Regions from separate parts of the Zea mays genome. Here region 1 is linked to region 2. Evidence: chromatin contacts called from public Hi-C data. All regions are on one chromosome and are shown on one strand. The core of a region is the stretch at or near the end of the contact, and the rest is flanking DNA. Distances in the headings are between cores, read along the strand shown.

What was found. A called contact is a pair of places that touch in the nucleus more often than the background predicts.
Region 1: a contact with region 2 is called in a Hi-C map of tassel, with 2.8 times the contacts expected there. The contact joins the promoter of LOC732740 here to the promoter of LOC100282958 in region 2. A contact is called at or near these places in 3 of 25 Hi-C or Micro-C datasets (ear, leaf and tassel).

What each region holds. Positions count from the first base shown.
Region 1 is chr6:73,879,664-73,885,510 of Zm-B73-REFERENCE-NAM-5.0, reverse strand. LOC732740 (Serine/threonine-protein phosphatase 2A 65 kDa regulatory subunit A) reads right to left here and starts at 2,917. Exons shown (of 13, transcript NM_001112369.1): 1 at 2,776-2,917; 2 at 1,209-1,619. The coding sequence starts at 1,601.
Region 2 is chr6:73,283,582-73,289,947 of Zm-B73-REFERENCE-NAM-5.0, reverse strand. LOC100282958 reads right to left here and starts at 3,774. Exons shown (of 5, transcript NM_001155863.2): 1 at 3,573-3,774; 2 at 3,281-3,481. The coding sequence starts at 3,716. It overlaps LOC100273436 (putative cytochrome P450 superfamily protein), which reads left to right and starts at 4,049. Exons shown (of 6, transcript NM_001147873.1): 1 at 4,049-4,430; 2 at 4,767-4,982; 3 at 5,266-5,547. The coding sequence starts at 4,086.

The DNA of each region.
Region 1 (5,847 bases), core at 1,668-4,167, 600 kb before region 2:
ATAATAAACACTGAAGGTTAAACAAATGAATTGGTAAAACTGTAGTCGTATGAAAAGGCATGTAGTATGGCATCGTATGGTACCATAGCAGGAGATGCTATACTCAGAAAACCATGCATCTTAACCAATCAATGTTTTGCATATTATAATGTCATTTGAAGTTCAAGCAAATGCAAAGCTACAACAGAGAAATATTAGAGTATCAGTTGACAGTGCACATGGTAAAGAAAGCAAAACAATGACTGCATGTAGAAAAATGCTGCTTGACTCAACAGCTATTTGGTCGAGTACTCGAGTGTAACGCATCTCTATCTATCTACTATATAAAGCACCAGTTCCCACAGTCATCGTGGTCCCCCACATTTAAATATTAAAAAGCTAAAATTATGTACAAATGGGGATTCGGACCATGATTGTTTGCTCCAAACCGACACTCACACCTACCTGGCCAACAGAACACATGTTTTTGTGCTTTTATTCTCTACTCAAGTATAAATGGAAATCGTAGCAATGTAAGGGCACTTTGCTAGTCCTGGATTATGGAGATGTGCAGAACACAGGGGTTGACGGTACGAGAGTGAATGGATGCCAAACCAAACACTGATATTTAGCACGCCAAGGATGGTGATGCCCAATCTCAAGGCCCAAGAGTAGACGAGGGTCTCTAAGATAATTCTTGATTGCCTTTGATTCATACATCTCATATTCTTATATAGAGGCTTACCTGATGCCTAAGAAAGGTGGCAATCGTATCTCTAATCATAAACCCAATTAGCCTCTCATATTGCCTGTTAGATTGGAAACATTAACCCTAATTGTGTAGGGGGCTGTATTATAAATAGATAAGTACATGGGCTGGGATGGGCCCATTACAGTGGTGATTCACACACACCACGCTAACACGGCCGATCTGACCCATGTAGCGTAGCTGACTGCCAACTACATCTAACAAAATGAAGAGGCCTATCAGTACAACACATTAAATTACTAAAGCATGGGAAGTGGAGAAAATAATTGCCACATCTAAGCAGTGAACTAGCCAAGTAAGGTAAAGGAAAATTAGATAAATAGTGCATATGACATGAAATACAGTTTTTATTGTTTGAGCCAACAAAAGCACATCAACAAATACTAAATGCAGTAACAATGGCGGAATATTTATTTACAATAACATTACACCAAATACTTTCTATAAATGAACCTCTTACCTTTACTACTGGAATGAACCAGTCGACAATGTCAGTTTCCTTCATTTGTGCACCAATACGGCACAGAGATTCAACTGCTTTATCACGGACACAAGTTTCCTCCACTGTACACAATGTCTCCAAAGGTGGGAGCAAAACATGAGCATGTTCTACACCACCAACATACGGAATGAACACACCCAATTCCTCAGCCATTGCAAGAAGCACCTCGTCTTCATCATCGTTGTTTTCACTAAGAAAAGGAATCAGCTCCTTCCTGGTTCTTTCTTCTCCAAGAGCCCGTGCAATTGTTGAAAGTCTTCTAATGGAGTTTAGACGCAACTGGATGTCTTCATTCTTGAGCTCGTCAATCAGTACAGCAATTGGATAAAGAGGCTCATCAATCATAGCCATCAGGTATAACAAGGATTTCTGAATTGATAAATGAGGAAACAATATTAAGAGCTTTGTAACTATATAAAAAATCCTAAGAAAATAAAATAGAATAAGTTTAACAAAACTTTTGGTTGCATAAACATATAGAAGCAAATTAGAAAGGAACATTTGGATAGAATATACAAAAACAGATCTCTGATGGCGCATAACCAAAGAATAGATGAACCAAACCACTGCAAATTTATGACTAAAAGCTCTCTGGGTTGACTTGCTTGAAGAACACAAGAATACTACTGACTCTGTGATACATGTGAATATGTGATCCAAATAAAATTAACTAATTCATGCTGGCATGTTGAATGCTACTGTGAGTCTCAACTACCCAAATAAAAATGGCATGGGCTTCAGTTCAAACGATTATAATTGATTGATCCCGGAAAAGATTCCACACAAAGGCTCCTATTTATATTGCCTGTAAATGTGATTTCAGGAAAGAAACATCATCACTAGGCATCTAAACATTCTGAGGAATTGAATCGAGTGGAGACAAATGCTCCACGAAAGTAAAATTTGGCATGAATAAATCTAGTCATTTGGTGCCCAGACACCAAGAGTGTTTATTTATAGCCTTCGGCCTTCTTTGGCTGCCTCTTCTTCTCACTCAGGAGGCGTGGAGAAAATTCCCGGGATAAAATTTTTACCTGGATGTTGTTTCTAAAATCTGATTTATGTAGCGACATATCAACTACAAAATTGCATGCTCGCAGCACCTGAATAAACGAGCGAATCTCGATATGACGAGACGAGGGGCCCACGCACACAACGATATGGACAACAGACGCAGACGCGATCTACTCATCTACAACACAGCACGAGCAATGATTGATCCAGATAACTAGTTACCAACGTACCTAGCCACCAACACCACACAGCATCCAAACCGTTCCGTGAGAAGAGAACTCAAAACAGGGCAACCATTCCAAAACTAGGCAATCGACCAGAAAAAAAACAGATCTGGCATGGGAGCCACGCGTAGACGCGCGAGCGAAGGAGGCCCGAACTCCAGAACGACGACGGCAGCGGCGGCGGTGTCGAGGACCGGCGCGGCGATCGGAAGTGGCCAATCGGTGTGGTGAGGTGAGCAGATCTAGCGGCGGGAGGAGGAGCAGGAAGAAGAGGGATCTCAACTGACCTCGCGGGGTCCGGATCGGGCTTCTGTGACGGCCGGCTGCCTCGCCGACGGCGCGGGGGGACCGGAGACGGGGCAGGGTAGGAGCGCCCGAGGCGTCGCCTCTGAGAGAAGGGGGCGAGGAGCAGGTGTTGCGGAATGCGACGGGGGATTGAGACGAACGGAAGGCAGTGGATGTCGAGGCCTGAGGGCGTGCGAGGTGGGACCGGGGCTACAACGGGGCGGCGGGTCGACTCTACGTGGCTAATGGGCCGTCCGTACCGACACGGCCCGACTCGTTATGGATCGTACCAATTTAATCGAGCGGGCACTGTCCGTTCGTGGATCTAAGTAAGCATAGTTCGATTGGTTTTAAATAGAATTGTATTGGGCTATCGTTATTGGGGTCTGCTTCGTCGCCGAAGCTTCTTTAAAAATAAACACCTTCGAAATATCAGCACATAAGCAAATACAACGCGAAGGTGCATGCTGAAGCTACCATCCAGGGAGCTTCGACATAGCGACATACCTTGAGACGAAGAGCTGCACCGACTTAAAGAGGAAAAGACCAATCGGTCCACGATAATTTGTGTCATGATTGTAACTAGTTGTCGAGGACATAAATTTAATTTTGATCGGGCTGCGTCTCGTGCCTATAAATAGGTGAACAGTACTCCCATACTGTTCACGCTGGCTTGTATTCGCTCGTACGTCACGCTTGTACTTTTGTCTTCTGTTAAGTCGAAGGTACAAATGTAATTCAATATTGTTCTTATTCATCCATGATGATATAATAAAGATATATTAATGATGGCATATGATTATTTATATTATTTCTCATATTTTATATGCTTCTTCTTTCATTAACATATACTGTGATGATGAAGGTATGTCCTTCATAACCTTCGTCCGAAGATCGTTATACCCTAAGGGAAATAATGCTTCGAAGGACGAAGGGCATTAACTATTAACCTCTTTTGTGTTGCCTTATTCTTAACTCATAGAATTTGAGAACAAGTCCCCCAACATTGGCGCCCCACCTCCGGTGAACTCACTTCCACTTTTGAGCTGATGGCTTCGTTCAACAACCAAGTCGTAGCACCTTCGGCTACGAAGCTGGTGCTCCCGATAATAGGCGGTTCAAGTTCAGAGCCGGCTAACAAGAAGCAGAAGAAGGAAGCGCAGAGAACGGTGCAGCATGTTGAGGTGCAGGGACCCTTCATCAAGTCCAAATGGTCTCACATCCCAATCACCTTCTCCCAGGAGGACCTTCAGCTCAAAGATTACCCTCACAATGATGCTATGGTCATATCTTATGTCATCAAGAGATTTCTGGTCCATAATGTTCTGGTTGACACGGGCCTGCAATGGATATCATATTTGCTAAGGCCTTCAGACAGATGCAAGAGCCAGAAGACAAGATTCATGATGCTACACACCCTCTTTGTGGCTTCGGAGGAAGGCAGATTGTCGCACTTGGTAAAATCACAATGTCAGTTACCTTCGGCTATGTCCACAACACAAGGACTGAACAAGTTATCTTTGACATTGTTGATATGGAATACCCCTACAATGCAATCATTGGTCGAGGGACACTCAATGCCTACGAAGCAATACTTCATCCAGCATATTTATGCATGAAGATACCTTCGAAACAAAGACTCATTACTGTTCATGGGAGTCAAGAAGCTGCCAGAAGGGCCGAAGAAAATTGGACAGATTCAAAAGCAATCCATAACATAGATGCAGATGAAGCCTGTCAGCAGTACAAATACAAAAGAGAGAAGGCTACTTCGGCAGATCAGCCGAAGCCTATGTTTCTATGTCAAGATATAGCAGAACAAAGGGTACTTGTTGGGGTCTCAGTTATCTGATGAGCAAGAGAAGACTTTGCTAAGATTTTTATTCAACAACAAAGATGTCTTTGCTTGGTCAGCCAATGATCTCTGTGGTGTCAACAGAGATGTTATTGAGCATTCACTCAATGTGGATCCATCCTTCAGGCTAAGAAAACAAAGGCTTCGGAAGATGTCTGAAGACAAAACTGAAGGTACTCGGAACGAAGTAAAGAGACTTCTTAGTGCCGGTGTCATCAAAGAGGTGAAATACCCAGAATGGGTAGCCAACACTGTTATGGTGAAGAAGGCCAATGGTAAATGGAGAATGTGTATTGATTTCACAGACCTCAACAAGGCATGCCCAAAGGACGAGTTCCCATTGCCAAGAATAGACTCTCTAGTAGATGCAGCAGCTTCTTTAGAGCTCATGAGTCTACTGGATTGCTACTCAGGCTATCACCAAATTTGGATGAAGAAGGAAGATGAGCCGAAGACTAGCTTCATAACTCCCAGTGGCACCTATTGCTACCTTCGGATGCCTGAGGAGCTCAAGAATGCTGGAGGAAGTTTTAGCAGAATGACAACCAAGGTCCTTCATTCTCAAATAGGCAGTAATGTACTGACCTATGTTGATGATATCATAGTAAAAAGCACGAAGCAAGAAAATCACATTGCTGATTTGCAAGAGACATTTGCCAATTTCAGGCAAGCTGACCTTAAGTTAAATCCAGAAAAGTGTGTTTTTGGGGTGAAGAAGGGCAAATTCCTTGGTTGTTTGGTATCAACGAAGGGAATTGAGGCCAACACGAGCAAGATTGAAGCTATCCTTCGGATGGAGCCGCCAAGCACAAAGAAGGGGGCCCAATGACTGGCAGGAAGACTAGCATCATTAAACAAATTCATATCCAGATCAGCAGAAAGAAATCTGCCATTCTTTGAAATACTGAAGTCAGCCAAAGTTTTTCAATGGGGTCCAGCTCAGCAAAAAGCTTTCGAAGAGTTGAAGCAATACTTGATCGATCTAACGACACTAACTCCACCTTCGCTAGGGGCTCCATTACTCTTATATGTGGCAGCTTTGCACTCTGCAGTTAGTGTGGCTCTTGTACAGGAGAAGCTAGATGGCCAAATCAAAAAGCAGGCTCCAGTGTACTTCGTCTCCGAAGTTTTAAGTTTATCAAAAAAAATTATACAGAATTGGAGAAGGTGTTGTATGCTGTGTTAATGGCCTCCAGAAAGCTTCGACATTATTTTAAAG
Region 2 (6,366 bases), core at 2,525-5,024:
TAGCCTTACACATCACATGAACTCACACCTTTGTGAGTTTATGTCCACTGGTTTCCCACAACTTGTTGAGCTATGATCATGTGTGAGCTCACCCTTGCTGTCGCACACCCCCCCACAGGAGAAGAACAGGTGGTTCAGGAGGAGCCATAAGGCGAGGAGTATGATCTGATTTAGGTGGAGTTTCTCAGTTGACATTAGCGCCGACGATCCTTAGTTCGTTTTATATTTATTCTTTTATTTTGTAATAAGTCTTCCGCTATGTAATAAATACTCTGATGTTTTGTGACATTTATCTCTATACACTCTGTTATTATATATGTTGTCTTCTTGGCGCATGTATGAGATGCACCTGGCTTTGTTCTTTAAAGCCGGGTGTGACAATAAGGCGCGATGGGTCCTTCACGGGTTTACTCAACGCCCCGGCATCGACTTCTCTGAGACTTTTAGTCCCGTGGTCAAAAACTGCTATAGTTCGGACAGTGCTCTCATTGGCTCTTTCACGAGGATGGCCTATTCATCAGTTGGATGTCAGTAATGCTTTTCTTCATGACACATTATCTGAAATTGTCATCTGTGCTCAGCCCACTGGTTTCGAAGACTCCACTCATCTAGATTATGTATGCCGTCTCAACCGCTCTCTTTATGGACTCAAGCAAGCCCCCCGTGCATGGTACAACAGATTCGCTTCTCACCTTCTGCAGCTCGGTTTCATTGAGGTAAAACAAATACGTCCTTGTTTGTCTATCACAAGGGTGCAGACATGGCCTACCTTCTTCTGTATGTGGATGATATTGTGCTCACTGCCTCCTCCCTGCCAACACTACGACGTATCAGTGCCCTCCAGCAATAATTTCCTACGAAGGATCTTGGCAGACTTCACCATTTCCTCGGCATGCATGTTCAGCACTCTACCTCAGGCATCTATCTTTCCCAGCATCAGTACATGATTGAGATTCTTGAGCGAGCTGATATGAGTGACTGCATGCCATGTACTACACCAGTCGAGGTGAACCCCAAGCTCCCCTCTAATGGCACTCCAGTTTCAGATCCCACTAATTACCGCAGTCTTGCAGGAGCTCTTCAGTACCTTACATTCACCCGTCCAGACATTGCTTATGTTGTTCAGCAGGTTTGTCTCCACATGCATGATCCACGAGAACCACACTTGGCTGCCCTCAAGCGCATCCTACAATACATCAGAGGCACTTTGCATCTGGGGCTGTTTCTTCGACCAACTTCTCAAACTGAGTTGGTTGTTCACTCTGATGCCAATTGGGCGGGCTGTTCGGACACCCGCAGATCCACCTCTGGCTATGTTGTCTTCTTCGGCGACAACCTGATCTACTGGTCTTCCAAGCGCCAGAATACGGTTTCTCGCTTCAGTGCTGAAGCCGAATACCGTGCTATTGCTAATGCCGTTGCTGAGGCCACTTGGCTTCGACAGCTGTTGACTGAATTGCATGCTCCTATGCCGAAGAAGACCTTGGTATACTGTGACAACATCAGTTTTGTCTACATGTCCTCCAACCCCGTTCAGCACCAGCGCACCAAACATGTGGAGATCGACATTCATTTCGTTCGGGAACATGTTGCCCTTGGCAATGTTTGTGTCCTACATGTACCGACGACTTCACAGTTTGCTGACGTCTTCACTAAAGGTCTGTCGTCTTCGGTGTTCACTGATTTTCGGTCCAGCCTCAACGTTCGCTCAACAAACGTATCGACTGCGGGGGGATGTTAGACAGCAATATTCATTGCCTTGTATATAGGCGTGATGCCTGGCTTCCATAAGCAGCCGGTCAGCCTTGTATAGCAGGTTAGGATAGAGAGAGATTTGGGGAAGAGTCCAGGATGGTAAGGATCAATTAGGGTCCTATTGTTTCCTTGTTTAGGAGGTTTCCTTTTGCCTCTGGCCTTCCCCTATATATGTAACAGCACCTCTACTATATCAATACAAGACACAATTCCTGCATTCTACTTCACTTACAAGGAGAAGATAGGCAATCCACTTATATACTTCAACACATGGCTTACAAGGTGCATTATGGATTGTAAGAGAAAGGGAAATTATAAACATGACATCATATGCGAACTGGCAGTAATATAAATAGGCCAAAAAGAAACGATAATTTGTCAACGCGTGGATGGATACAATATCTGATATGATTGATAGAGTCAGGGGCAGATCTGAACCCGGGGCTGCCTGGGCTGCAGCCCCGGTCACGGTGTAGTCGGAAACACAACACCACGCACGGCAGGAGGTAGCAGCCAGGTTCTCACCCGCACAGGCAGGGCGCTAGGCGCCAGCTGCCAGGCAAGCGCGCTGCCCTGCAGTGCAGGCTGCAGGTTGCTGCAGTGCATGCTGGCATGCTGCAAGAGACGTGTTACTGAAGCCTGGCAAGGTGACAGGGGAATTGGCTCTGCGCCTGGCCCTTTTCTTTTTCTCTCATGGTCAGCTGTCTAGAGTCTAGACTTTACTTTGTGACTCATATAATTCTTCATTTGTTCACTTGCTAAACATAGATTGTTGTTCACCAGCACATTAGATTTTTAGACTTTAGTTAGTTTGGTTTGGTCAATTATTTGCTAGAATAATTGATAAAATTATTTTTATGTTTGTAGGGATAGGATAGTTAGATTTTTTATCAAGAAACAAAAGAAAGATATTTCTAACGCAACTCATATGAGCGATATATATTGAGTATTTAATCTACATATTTCTTAGATATTTGAATTGTATCTTGTTACTTGTGTCGTATTAAACATTAATTAGATTATTAGTTTTGTCTACATTTTCTTAGATATAATCCTGGATCTGCCACTAGATACAGTTGCTGGTATATGCAACGGTACATAAAAAAAGTCCAAGAAGTTACTGCAAGGACGGGTGTCTGCATCACATTAGTTTTATTATCACCACCAGTTCTAGGGGTTTGAGCTCTGCCAAACAGGGTGGGAGGTTTCTTTTGTTTCTAGGTTAAATTCAGGATGGCGATTGAGATTATAGAAGTGAAATCTTGCATTATATGCCAGCATGACATCTTTGCCAATTATTTACGCAAGGGCCCGTATGTTATTATTATAACCACAGACCACTCGTATGTTGTAGACACCAACCTCCAACAAACCTGTCTCCACCAACCACCATCACTCACTGACGTGCAAGAATACCCCGGCCGGCATTTCCAGCTTCCACTTGTATGTTCACATCGACCACGCGCAGGTGACAGCCACATCTACCAAACAAAGGAATCAAATGGAGAAGGTACACCGCGCTCACCGTGACCTCGATGGGCACCTTCTTGTCGATGCGGTGCTGGTAGTAGAGGTCGATGCAGTCGATGCCGAGCCGCTTGAGGCTGGCCTCGCAGGCTGCCCGTACATACGCCGGGTCACCGCGGATCTCGCGCTTGCCGTCGGCGAAGGAGACGGCAAACTTGGTGGCCAGCTCGACCTTCTCCTTTACACCGCCTTGAAGCGCCTTCACGAATTCAGAAGCATTACATCGAACATCTTCAGTGCAAACTTGAAAAGGGCCACAGGAAACAGAGATCTAATTCGAGCGGACCGACCTTGCCTAGCAGGATCTCGTTGGTGTGCGGGCCGTACATGTCGGAGGTGTCAAGGAGGGTGACCCCGGCGGCGACGGCGTGGTGGATGAGCTTGATCATGTCAGGCTCGGGTTTGGGCGGACCGTAGAAGGCGGACATGCCCATGCAGCCGAGGCCCTGCGCGGAGACCTCTAGCCCCTGGGAGCCCAGCTTGATGCGGGGGACGGACACGGTAGCGGCAGCCATTGCAGATGCAGGAAGATGCTCGTCGATGGTCTCGGGTAGTTGGAGGTGGTGTGGTGCTGTCGTCCACCGGCCGGCCGTGGCTATAATAAAGAGTGCGACTGTGCGAGGCCCTCTGTGCCGGCGGGTAGTGCCGTAGTGGACTGGATGTCATAACGTCACTCACTGCACATGTGAGCCCAAACATAACGTATTACTGTCGATAGAAAAACACGTCACTGCCTCACTGGCTGCCATCTTGCTCTGAGTCAGCGCGGCAACCTTCTGCACCGCAGCAGCTCCAGCTCTCCAATGGCTTCCCAGCTACCCTCCCTCGCCGCGCCGGCAGGACTGTGCCTGCTGTCAGCTCTTGCCGCAGCGCTGCTGGTGCTCACCCTCTACGTCCTGGGCGCCGTCGCGTCATTCGCTGTCTTCTGCGCCGGAGAGTTCGCCCGGAGAGACCCGGGCCGGCCGCCGCTCACGGGGACGATGCTCCGGCAGCTCAAGAACTTCGACAGGCTGTTCGACGAGCATGTCAGGTACGCGCTGGCGCATCGCACCAGCCGGCTGGTCTACCCTGGACACAGCGAGCTCTTCACAGCCGACCCCGCTGTCGTTGAGCATGTCCTCAGGACCAACTTCAGCAAATACAGCAAGGTGGTTTCCCGAACCCGTCAAACTCTTTTATCCCCCCTTCCATGTCCACCAGTCTCATATCAGCACGTAGCTCAATTTATTATGTGCCAGATGCCTAAATCCTGCATCAAATGGTGTCAGAACTTCAGTAATCTGCAATTAACTTGAAACAACACTACACTTGATTCAGCAAGAATACCATCACCCTTGAAATTACTTTTTTAAGTGTGACTTCAACCTTTTCATCTTTTCTGCCAGATCATTTAAGTACTTAACCATGCAACCAACTGAAATGGCAGGCTACAACAATATGAGCTTATGGACATGATTTTGAACTCATTTGAGAATGATACACAGGGAGCCTACAATATTGGAGTAATGAAGGATCTCTTCGGGGATGGAATTTTTGCAATAGATGGGGATAGCTGGAGGCACCAGAGGAAGCTGGCAAGCCATGAATTCTCAACCAAAGTGCTACGTGAATTCAGCAGCGTTGTCTTCAGAGCAAATGCTACAAGACTGGTAGATAAGATATCATCTGCAGCAGCTAACAGAACTATTCTAAACATGCAGGTACCTACATCACTAACATGAAAGTGCATATATATCATTACTTCGTAAATACGGTCATATTGGTAAATATTAGTTAAGTGCTACTCCCTCCGTTCTAAATTATAAGACATTTTGGCTTTTTTAAATACATAGATTAAGCACATAGATATACACTATGTCTAGATACGTAATAAAATCAATGTATCTAAAAAAAGCTAAAACGTCTTATGATTTGGAACCGAGAAAATACATAATATTTGTATTTGATAGAAAAATTGGATCATATTAATGCATCCTTTTTCAGGATCTTTTGATGAAAACAACTATGGATTCAATCTTTAAAGTGGGATTTGGTTTCGAGCTGAACACGCTATCTGGATCAGATAAATCCAGTGTTCAGTTCAGCAACGCCTTTGATGAGGCAAACTGTATTGTCTACCACCGCTATGTCGATCTGTTCTGGCAGCTGAAACGTTATTTCAATATTGGATCAGAAGCGAAGCTCAGAAAGAACATTCAGATCATTGATGACTTTGTGATGAATTTGATACACCAAAAGAGAGAGCAAATGAACGGGCAAGATAATGTAAGGGCTGCAAAACTCTAGCCTCAATATAAGCTTGTCCACCTTCTGTGTTGGTATATGCTTTTTGGTAACAACCTGATGCAGAAAACTCGATCTGGCACTAAAATAAGAGATCTTTGTGCCTAGCCATGAGATATTTGCATCCTGTTGGAAGCCAAAAAGGGCCACGCGGACGGTCTAGCCCTGAGGCCGGACGGTCCGCGGTCCGGACTGTCCGCGGTGGTGGCGCGGACGGTCCGCGCGTGCGCAGAGTCAGTTAGGGTTCCTAGTTTCTCACGGGATTTGTTACCTAAAACCGTGGGATTGACTCGGAAATCAGTTCGAAGCGGATCCAGACCTCCCCTTTATATAGATGAAGGGCTACGGCCGATTGAACCCCCAACAATTGATCAAATCAAGTCTATTACTCGTTTTTACCTTATGCATTAGTAGTTCTAGTCTAGTTCTAGTTTAGCCCTAGTTTAGTATTCCAATCCCCAAATTCTCCGCTTCTCTTCGACTCTACATCGATTAGAGGAGTCTAAGTCGGCCTGCCGAGCTTAGACAACCCCTAGGATCTCTCCTCCCCGACGGGTCCCTCCCGGGAGCAAGATCTAGGCGCCGCCGGCGATCTTTCGCCGCCCCTGCGCACGCGCGGACCGTCCAGCCCTAGGGCGCGGACCGTCCGGCCGTCAGGTAGGGAACCCTAGCCCTGCGCCAGGTCGCGGACCATCTGGCCTCTGGCCGCGGACCGTCCACGCCTGTGCAGAGAGCACCGCCGCCGGTTCTTGTTGAGTGTTTGGCGCCCGAAAAAGGTGCCAACACATCCAAACAAGGCGG